3 separate regions of the Mus musculus genome follow, and all the other regions are linked to region 3. A link is a contact called in public Hi-C data. All regions are on one chromosome and are shown on one strand. Each heading gives the region's core, a stretch centred on a gene start, on an enhancer-like site or on the middle of the called end of the contact. The rest is flanking DNA. Distances are from core to core; before and after follow the strand shown. Region 1 has its middle 12 kb from the start of Gm31505. Region 2 has its middle 140 kb from the start of Gm12022. Region 3 has its middle 56 kb from the start of Gm12018.

What was found. Hi-C and Micro-C count contacts between places; a contact is called where the count stands out from the background.
Region 1: a Hi-C map of the N1E-115 cell line shows a contact between it and region 3, with 16 times the contacts expected there. The contact joins two enhancer-like sites. A contact is called at or near these places in 1 of 39 promoter capture datasets (the 3T3-L1 cell line) and 13 of 484 Hi-C or Micro-C datasets (the 3T3-L1 cell line, the N1E-115 cell line, embryonic fibroblasts and 4 more).
Region 2: a Hi-C map of the N1E-115 cell line shows a contact between it and region 3, with 7 times the contacts expected there. The contact joins two enhancer-like sites. A contact is called at or near these places in 2 of 484 Hi-C or Micro-C datasets (the N1E-115 cell line and myocytes) and 1 of 9 other capture datasets (embryonic tail).

Annotation. Positions count from the first base shown.
Region 1 is chr11:18,009,910-18,012,663 of GRCm38.p6, reverse strand. No RefSeq gene overlaps it. Among named protein-coding and RNA genes, the nearest start is that of Gm31505, 12 kb to the right of the region's middle. Within about 2 kb of position 1,378, at least 35 of the 459 cell types and tissues checked have an H3K27ac peak or open chromatin away from gene starts, as enhancers often do. A contact at or near this core is called in the N1E-115 cell line, where this site is marked.
Region 2 is chr11:18,353,724-18,356,601 of GRCm38.p6, reverse strand. No RefSeq gene overlaps it. Among named protein-coding and RNA genes, the nearest start is that of Gm12022, 140 kb to the left of the region's middle. Within about 2 kb of position 1,596, at least 2 of the 459 cell types and tissues checked have an H3K27ac peak or open chromatin away from gene starts, as enhancers often do. A contact at or near this core is called in the N1E-115 cell line, where this site is marked.
Region 3 is chr11:18,150,637-18,153,734 of GRCm38.p6, reverse strand. No RefSeq gene overlaps it. Among named protein-coding and RNA genes, the nearest start is that of Gm12018, 56 kb to the right of the region's middle. Within about 2 kb of position 1,429, at least 19 of the 459 cell types and tissues checked have an H3K27ac peak or open chromatin away from gene starts, as enhancers often do. A contact at or near this core is called in the N1E-115 cell line, where this site is marked.

The sequences.
Region 1 (2,754 bases), core at 129-2,628, 140 kb after region 3:
AATTTATTATTGCTCTTCAGTAGCAGAGCATCCTTTGTTTCCCAACTCTATTCCTTTCAGTGAAACCTATTTCCTTTGTGGAATTGAGAAAACAAAAGGTGAGCATTCTCAAGGAAATACTGGATAGGACAGTCTAACAAAGTGCACTGTACCATATTGGCAGTGAAAAGCCTTGCTTATTTAGTAGTCGGCTAGTTTGGTGGTTAAATAATGCTCTTATTTTGGCATTTATTGTATATTTGTTCTAAATAAACATAATTTATGAATATTTTAACACATGCGTACTCAGTGGGGTGGGTTCTCACACTGATATAAATAGAATTAATGAGCAGTCAGCTGCCACATACCATGACATATGACCCGGCAGCAAGAGCTCAGAAGTGGTTCTCATGGCTTCAGAAAACTTTGCCCTTAGTTTAACTTCTTGAAACTACGTCTTATTCTCCCCTCATCGTGACAGAATCCAGGTTTTGCTAGAAGAGTCTAGTCAGATGTTGAGACAACCATTTGTCTTGCCTTCTTTAAAGCAAAACAAAAACACATGGAGGGCTTAGCTCCACTCAGCTCAACTTTGGGACTAGAGTCACAGAAAGATGAATATTTTATATATTTCTACATGAATTGTCTCTTATTCCCATTTTTGTGACAATTAACATGATTATGCCAGTTGCTACAGATCTTTACAAAGAAAAAAGAAAACTTCCAAGTGTTTCTACATTTTAAAACAGATCTGACAGCCCCTTGAGTGGGGAAAACAGGAAAACAGAGAACACATCATTTTAGCCAGTTACCTACTCTCCTTGAAAACAAAGCAACAAGCTGTTCAGCAAGCCTAAGAAGATTTTATTTTTTAAGGAATAAGCCCAGCAGTAGAAAGCCACCCCATCAAGGAGTAGGCGTGGAAATTAACACTGGGATGCAGAATCTTCAAATTAACAGGATTTAATTTGACAAAGAATTATTGTTGTGAAGATGCAAAGTAGAATTTAAGAGTCACCTTTCTTCGATTTTTTACGGCTTTATTATAGGCAAAGCAGAAAAATAAGGCGAGCATGTGCACCGTGATGCCCAGATGATCTGGCAGGACCGCAGTCTTGGCAAGAGACTCGGGCTGTGCTGTTTATGCACACAGATGGAGGGCGCAGCCTTTATTCCTCTTCTCATTCCAAAGGGGATGTTTGAGGCCCCTCTACTCCCACCCCCACATTTGCAAACACACACTCTCTCTAAACGAAAGCTGTGTCCTAAAAGGGCAAGTCCGGTATGCTTTAAGGAAGTGAGAAAAAAACAGGACACCATTCATTCTCCTGACCACCTCTTAGAGGAGGACTTCTCACTGACTGAGGAGGCTGGGGCCGGATGAGTTTCCCCAGAGTTGCTCCCCTGGGGAATCCCCTTTCCACTGCAAAGTAAATGGGCACCACCTAGTGCTCTTTCCAGGCAAAGGCTGTGAGTCTTGGTCTGGATACAAGTGGGCGCTTGGGATCGCTGGCCTTTACAAAGGTAAAATAAAAGGAGGCAGCTGTCTTCAAACCTTTTACCTTCTAAGGATGGGTCGAGAGGGAGGGGCAGTAAGGAGGAGGAGGAGAGAAGGAGACGTAAGGGGGAGGGGGAAGAATAAGAGTCTTAATGAAAGCAATGCTTCCAAATAAGGAATTTTCTTAGGGCTGGTCTTTGTTAATAGTTTCCTCTTATCTTTTTTTTTTTCAGTTCCCCCCCCCCCGCCCACCCTTGTTTATTTAAAGACAGGGCTTCACTTCCTAGCTCTGGTTGACCTGGAATTTCTTAAATAGATGAGAACTCTCAGAGATCCCCCTGCTTCTGCCTCTACCTTAGCGTGCTAGGATTAAAGGTATGCACCACCAAGCCTAGCTTCCCTGATCTTCTGCTTTTAAAATCATCCCAAATCTGAGAAATAAAGTCTTTATTTCCCCATATGCTAATTTCCCCCTCACCTTGCTCTGTTTCTCTTATGGTTAAGCAGAGAACATTTCTAAAACTCATTCACTATAAAACAAAGGAGGTTCTAGTAGCAATGTGCCCTTGGCAGCCAAAATCCATTCTAACAAGGAGTCTCTCTGGAGTTTTCCTAACACAACAAATCGCACTTATGAAAAATGATGCGTAGCACAGACTCTTTCGAAGCACAATAAGATCAAGTTAACCACTCATGCCTCTAGGAAAAAGATCTAAGAGGCTTTATCCGATTGGCAAAATGGACCTGGATATCAGCTCAAGGATTGAGGACACTTTGATAAAATTTCAAAGCAATGAAGTCCGATTATCTGAATGATTGCTTAACCCCTTTAAAATATAACTTGGGGAAGAACAAGATTTTTTTTTTTGAACTCATGGTCTGTCAGAGAATAGAAAGAGCTACTTTATACTGTTTGCTTTTTCTATAGCGTTTTGCTTAGAAATATTCTTAGCACTACTGCTTTTACAGAGTAATGATAATCATTTCTTTGTTGCTAAAAGTAGGTAATTCTTCAATAAAATAGAAATCTTACTGTACAGCAATGTGGGAAGAAATCCTGGGGAAAATACCACAGAGAATCAAAGAGACCGATGCCTACTGCTGCTCTGGAGCCAGTGACTGGGGCATTAAAAAAAAAAAAATCAGACAGAAAACAGGTTGTACAGAGGTGAATTAACATGACTAAAGCTTCTCTTGATGAAAAACCAAGAATCTATGCAGAGAAACCTGGAAGAGGGTAAAGAAAATGCAGTCCAAGTTTCCAAACACTTTCTACT
Region 2 (2,878 bases), core at 347-2,846, 200 kb before region 3:
CTTTTGATTGCACAACGCTTAGACACCACTGTTTTAACTTGGCTAGGTAAAAATTTCAATTTATCTTTCTTATATGATGTCCTCCACTGTGAATAATAATCCTAGTTTTCAAATATATATTTCATATCATTAAAAGCAGCTAAAGGGGCCAGGTGGCCTTAGAATTCCCAAGATGACATTGATGCTCTTAGTACTATTTCAAACTGCTTAGTGCTATAGGAGAGTGAACTTGTCTGCTACAAAAACCAAGTTCAATTAATCATAATTGAGAAACACATTGTGATGACCACAGGATGTTCTAAAGAACAAGTCTTGGAACCTTGTGATGGGATTGCAAGTCTCTTTTCAAGTCGGTCACTGTTTTTTTGACCCTTCAAATGCATGAAAGCTAATAGAGTGCTATGTAGTATCAACATGCAAATCCAGAGGACGAAGCACACAAACACTACAGCCACTGAGAGGAAATACACATTTACAATTACACTAATTCTCAAAATATTGAAATCTCATATAGCCAGTAAAAAGAACTTAGTCTATCTTATGTTCTCTTAGTGCTAAATGTATACAAAGATATCTGTGCTTTGTTAAATTGTTGACCTCAAAATAGAATGCTTCGATTATGTTTTAAGAAGAGAATAAGGTGAGACACTCTGCTCTACAGCAGATCAATGTGGGCAATAACTATTTTTCTTCCTGGTTGAAAAATTGGACTGCCGATTGTGTTTGCGATCTGATGAAAACAGCTGAAGAAGCTGCGACGCTTAGTCAGATACCTTTAAGGAGGAGACATAGTTTGATTGTGGGTAAGGTCAGGACATTTATTTAGAATGAGTCCATCTTACTTACAATGTTTAAAGAAAAGATTTTGACGTGGGATCTCAAGTTGGATGCCCCCATTTTGTGTGGCATCTTATCAAATTTATTCCCTCAGTTTCATGAGAGAGTCTAACTAGGTTTGTCCCTGACTTCTCAAGGAGTTGGTATAAAATTTTCATGGTCTGTCTAAATATTCCCTTAATTAAGCATCCAAGGAATTTTTAATACAAATGTAATAGATTTGTTTTCTCACAAGCTACTATTTAAACAGCCATTTGTGATAAATATTTATAAGTGTTTATAAATAAAATATTAATTGCCTAAAATGGCATTTTAATGTGGCACTCGCTACCAGTGAAATGCCGCAAGTGTGACGCTACCTCATGAAAAGTTCTGGAACATCTGGCCCTACACCAGCACCACCGTGGAGGCTTCTGGGACAAGAATAGCTGTGGCATCTTCTCAGAGCTTCTTTTGGACAGAGGTACCTCTGTTCCAGATGTTAGGATTCTTAGAAGTGCCACACCTCCAAGAACATAGCCATCCACTTCCTTTTCCTAGATTGAACAGAGGACACCCAGGTTCTTCCTTGTACTTTCAGGGGAGAGGACTCCACCTTTCTGTCGTTGTTGCTTTCTCTCTGGCCTCGGGATGTGAGACTTTTCAGAAAGGGAAGCACAGAGACTTGACTGTGATCCAAGCTCTCATTGCTGGTTCAACTTGTTCTATGCCAAGGCCAAATTAGATTACAGAACACTAGATAAGGAGACAGGAAGAAAGCACTCTAAACAGACTCTCTTAAGCTTTGTTCTGGATAAAAAAGAAAGAATGAGTCACCGCCAGTCTGTTAGCTCTTCTGGGATTGAATATCTGTCTACCTGCCCAAAAGCAAACCAAGCCTCCATGGGCCTCAACATCTCCATCTGTGAGCCATGAAAATAAATGTGTGTCATTTACATATTTTAGGGACACTAATGAGAGCAACAGTTTGTTTTTATTTATTCATTAATTGAGGCAATTTATAAACTTACACCATCTGCTACAAAAATTCAATTAAATAATTGTTATATCCCAGTGTTACAAGTAGTATAACAGTTTATAGAAACATGAATCTGGTAGAGGTAGCCAGGTGTGTGGGGAGTGAGGAAGGGTGCTTTTCTTGAAAGGGTGTGCCACACTTTCATGCTGCACACATATTTAAGCAAATTTGAATGTCATGGCTCTTCCATGCTGTTTAAGGGGAGATGCGTTTAGTGAGCAGTAGCAGATTTTGACTATTGACTTTGTCTTACTTTGTGCAATCAGTAGTGCATCAGATTTTGTAACATTTCTCAACTTTAGTTTCCACATTTATAAAACAGAGCTGATTTGCTGCCGATGCTGAGAAGAAGGTTGGCAGTTTTCCATCTACTTATATCTTTGCGACTTAAGATTTCTGTGTTTATGGAATTTAACTTAATTTCTCAAAATGCCATAGAAAGGACAGATTGAATGCAGGCAGATGGTGGAAATGACAGCTTGACCTTGAAGACGAGGCTCAGAAGAAGCAAGGCTCAAAGGTGCTGTCATGTCACCAGCACTTGGGACAGAGATCTAAGGACATGCTTTTCTTGAACTTCCAAATAACATTGTTTTGACAACATATTTCCAGTGTGTTTTATAAGCAAATCCTTTTCCAAAATGATTTCAGCTCAGAAATTTGCTCCTTTGACATTTCTAAATGGCTATTTTATCCTTGAACCATCTCTGCATCTCTGAAAAAGACCTCTGAAAAAACAAACAAAAACAAAACAAAACAAAAAATAAAGCCTAAAACCTCTCTTTATTGTACATGAAAGGTTTCTCTCTTCCACTCTAAGCAAGGATGCACTCGTTGTCAGGGCTGCAGGTCAGTTGGCAGTCTGCGTCATTGAGAAGGACGCTGTGGAAAGGTGGGAACGCTCTGTGTTGATTTAAAGTCCGTGGAGATGTGGGTGAGAACGCTGGCATTTGAGTATGTGAAAATGTTTCTGGCTGATGCTAAACCTTATTATTTACAATTCATTACTTATGAGTCAAGTCC
Region 3 (3,098 bases), core at 180-2,679:
ATCACTGTAGGTTCAAGGCTAGCCTGGTCATACCTAGTTACAGGACAACGAGAGCTAAATAGTGAGACCTTATCTTAAAGAAAGAAAAAAAGGAAGAAAGAAAGGGGGGAGAGAGAGAGAGAGAGAGAGAGAGAGAGAGAGAGAGAGAGAGAGAGAGAGAGAGAAGTTACAGTTCTGCTTCATGTTTGTGATTATAAAACATTTAAACAAGTAATATTTCCGAAGCTAAATTTAGATTTGAATTGAAAATCATTTTCTAAAAGCAATTTCCAAATATGAGTCACAATTATGCCTCTCCTCTGTCAGAAGAATCAAGGCAAAAGAAAAGAAACAAACAAAAATGCATATTCTCAATGTGTTAAAAGTTTCTCCTAAAATGTTCTTGGCATGTTCACTTTTACCAAAATATTTTATAATTCACTAAAATTTAAATTTGCCTTTAAGACAGCCATTTTCCTTAGATTAGAGAAAATTACGATGACATTGATTGGATTAAATATTCACTTGTGTTATTAAAATCACTGTGAAAACAAACAGACCTATTCAAATGTCTAAAACCTTTGGAAGAGACTGGCTTCTGCAATGTAAATCAAGGGTGAAAATCTGGCTGATTTAATTTAAATTTTAACTGATTTTAAAATGCTGTCTTCTTTAGAGATTGAGTTTCAAAAAGTTGATTCTAAAAACTGACAGATCTTTTATGAATATTTGGGAAATTATCTTTAGCTTTTTTGTAGCCCATCAAAAAGGCAAAAGAATCATAATCGGCATTTTGTTAGTCTATGTGGTGATATAACCGAATCCCTCGGAAAGAACAGACGGAAAATGGTAGCTATTATTAATTTAGAAAGACAAAGCAAAGCCCGGCATTTCAGTAATGTGGAGAGTTGTGTGCTCTTGGAGGAGAAAGGGTTTTGTAATTGGATTTTGAAGTAATTTAGAAGACGAGATAAGACGTAATGGTTGTGTATTAGAGGTTAGAATGACAACAGAAACCCATAATGTGAGGGTTCATTGAACTGGGAAAAAAATACAACAACAAAGAAACGCAGCACTGACGGAAAATGGCCTGAGCGGGAAGCAACAAGGTGAGTATGTGAAGGCCAGAAGGACCCATTCTGAGTAGGCAGGTCAGTCAGCAAGTAGCTGGAGCAGCAGACAGGCCGACAGCAGGATGCTGCTCCTTTCTGCAGTCACCTCTCAGCCCACCACCCCACTCCCACCTCCCCAACACACATCCTTTTTCCTACTGGAGAATTTTCTCCTGTCTTCTCTCCTGTCAGTCATCACCTTGGCTCCTCAGCTCTGTCACCGGCTGGCTCCCAGGTTCTCTGAGGAGATGTCCTGTGACAGTGGCTAAGCTCTCCTACCAGCAGCCATGCACTCAAAGAGCCAGGGCAGCCGACCAGACCTGCCTATCCACATCTGTGGAAACTCATACCCTTAGCACACTGGGGAAGACAAAGAAGACTCAAACAGGAAAATGAAATCCTCCTGCCTTTACAGCCCAATATTCAGTTGAAGTCTTGGGCAAGTAAATAACTTATCTTTATTTTTTAAAATCTCTTTTCAAAGGACACAGTCGCCTAAGCTCCAGATCCCAAGATAGGCCTCGGATGAGTAGCTATTTTGGAACAAATAATTCAAGTATTGGCATTAATCAGAAGAGCTGGCTTCTACAATCAGAGGGCTATTTCTAGCTGGGAGGCTGTTTCCTGCAGGACTGAATTGCTTCCCGGTTGCCGGCACTTGGCTACCCCCTGCTGGGCAGGAAGCTAAGGGCCTGCAGATCACACCATTATGCTCCAGGGTCATCTCCCTGCAAGGCCTGGGACAGAATCCACTTACTACCTGTCAAATTGTTATCACACATTCTTGACATGAGGCTGAAGTGTGAAGTTCCCTTCCATTGCCTAAGAGGTGTTAAAGATTTTTTGTCCTTCCTTCCAAGCTCTTTGTATGCCGGTTTAAGCAGAACAAATCTATTTATTTCTTTGTATGTGTGTGTGACGGTGAGTTTATTAAAAGCACACCCATAACTTGTAAAATAAAATGATGGCATGCTTTGTTTAGCATGAAAAGTGTGCTTGCTTAAACCTCATTTTAAGCCTTCGGTGAGTGAGTCCCTTCATCTTGAGGCAGAAGACATGGATTGTGCGATGAAGACACCAGGCTTTGGCTGAGTGGCCTGGAATGAAGCCTGGTCCTGAGTTTTCTTCTCAAAGCAGCTTATCAATCACTGAAAAAACAAAACAAACAGACTAACAAAAAACAAAAAATAGCCACAAAATGAAGCACGCTTTGGCAAATATAAGATGTGAAAACCAAGTTTAATCAGATCAAGTTTTCAAATACAGATGAATGTGTTTGAATTGTCATTCAAAGTATTTTAACAAAACCCGAACTGAAGGAAATTTGTTGCTGTACTTTTAATGCATATACATTGCTAAGACAGGAAGCCACAGGCACATTTGGAAGACATAGCTTAAAAGTGACTTTAATAAAAAATGGGTAAAATGCAAGGGATTTTTAATTTTTTTAATTCAAAATAAGTAAAATCAGAAGGGATTAGGTGACATCAGGGCAGTGACAGGGAGGAACACGTGAACAGAGGGAGCTTTCAATGACTCAGTGACCCAAGTGTGGCTTTCACACTCTCTCAGTTCTTATTCTGACTTGGGTTTTTTTATTTCACTCATTTTGCAGATGAGGCAGACACTCCAGAGCAATCAAGCAAGAGCTGCCTGTGTAGCACCAGACAGACAGCATCTGTGTACATGAGGCACAAAAGTCAAGGCATACGGTCTAAAGGTACAGCAAGCCTTCTTGCTCTTACCCATGCAAAGTTAGAACCCAGTCTATTCACTGACAAACTTACAAAGGAGTAGGAGGTTTCTATATTCATTGTGCAAGTGTCAGAACACTTAAACTCTAAACCAGAGGCAGCTGCAGAAGTAAATATTAATATTTCTTTCTGTTGGAAGGGAATAAACAAGTGAAGATTTTATTAAATTTCTAGCTGTTTGGGTCCTGTGTTGTGGCTCAAATTAAGGCTGACACTATTTCCAAGTGAGGCTGGCCTTCAGCCGATGATGGTG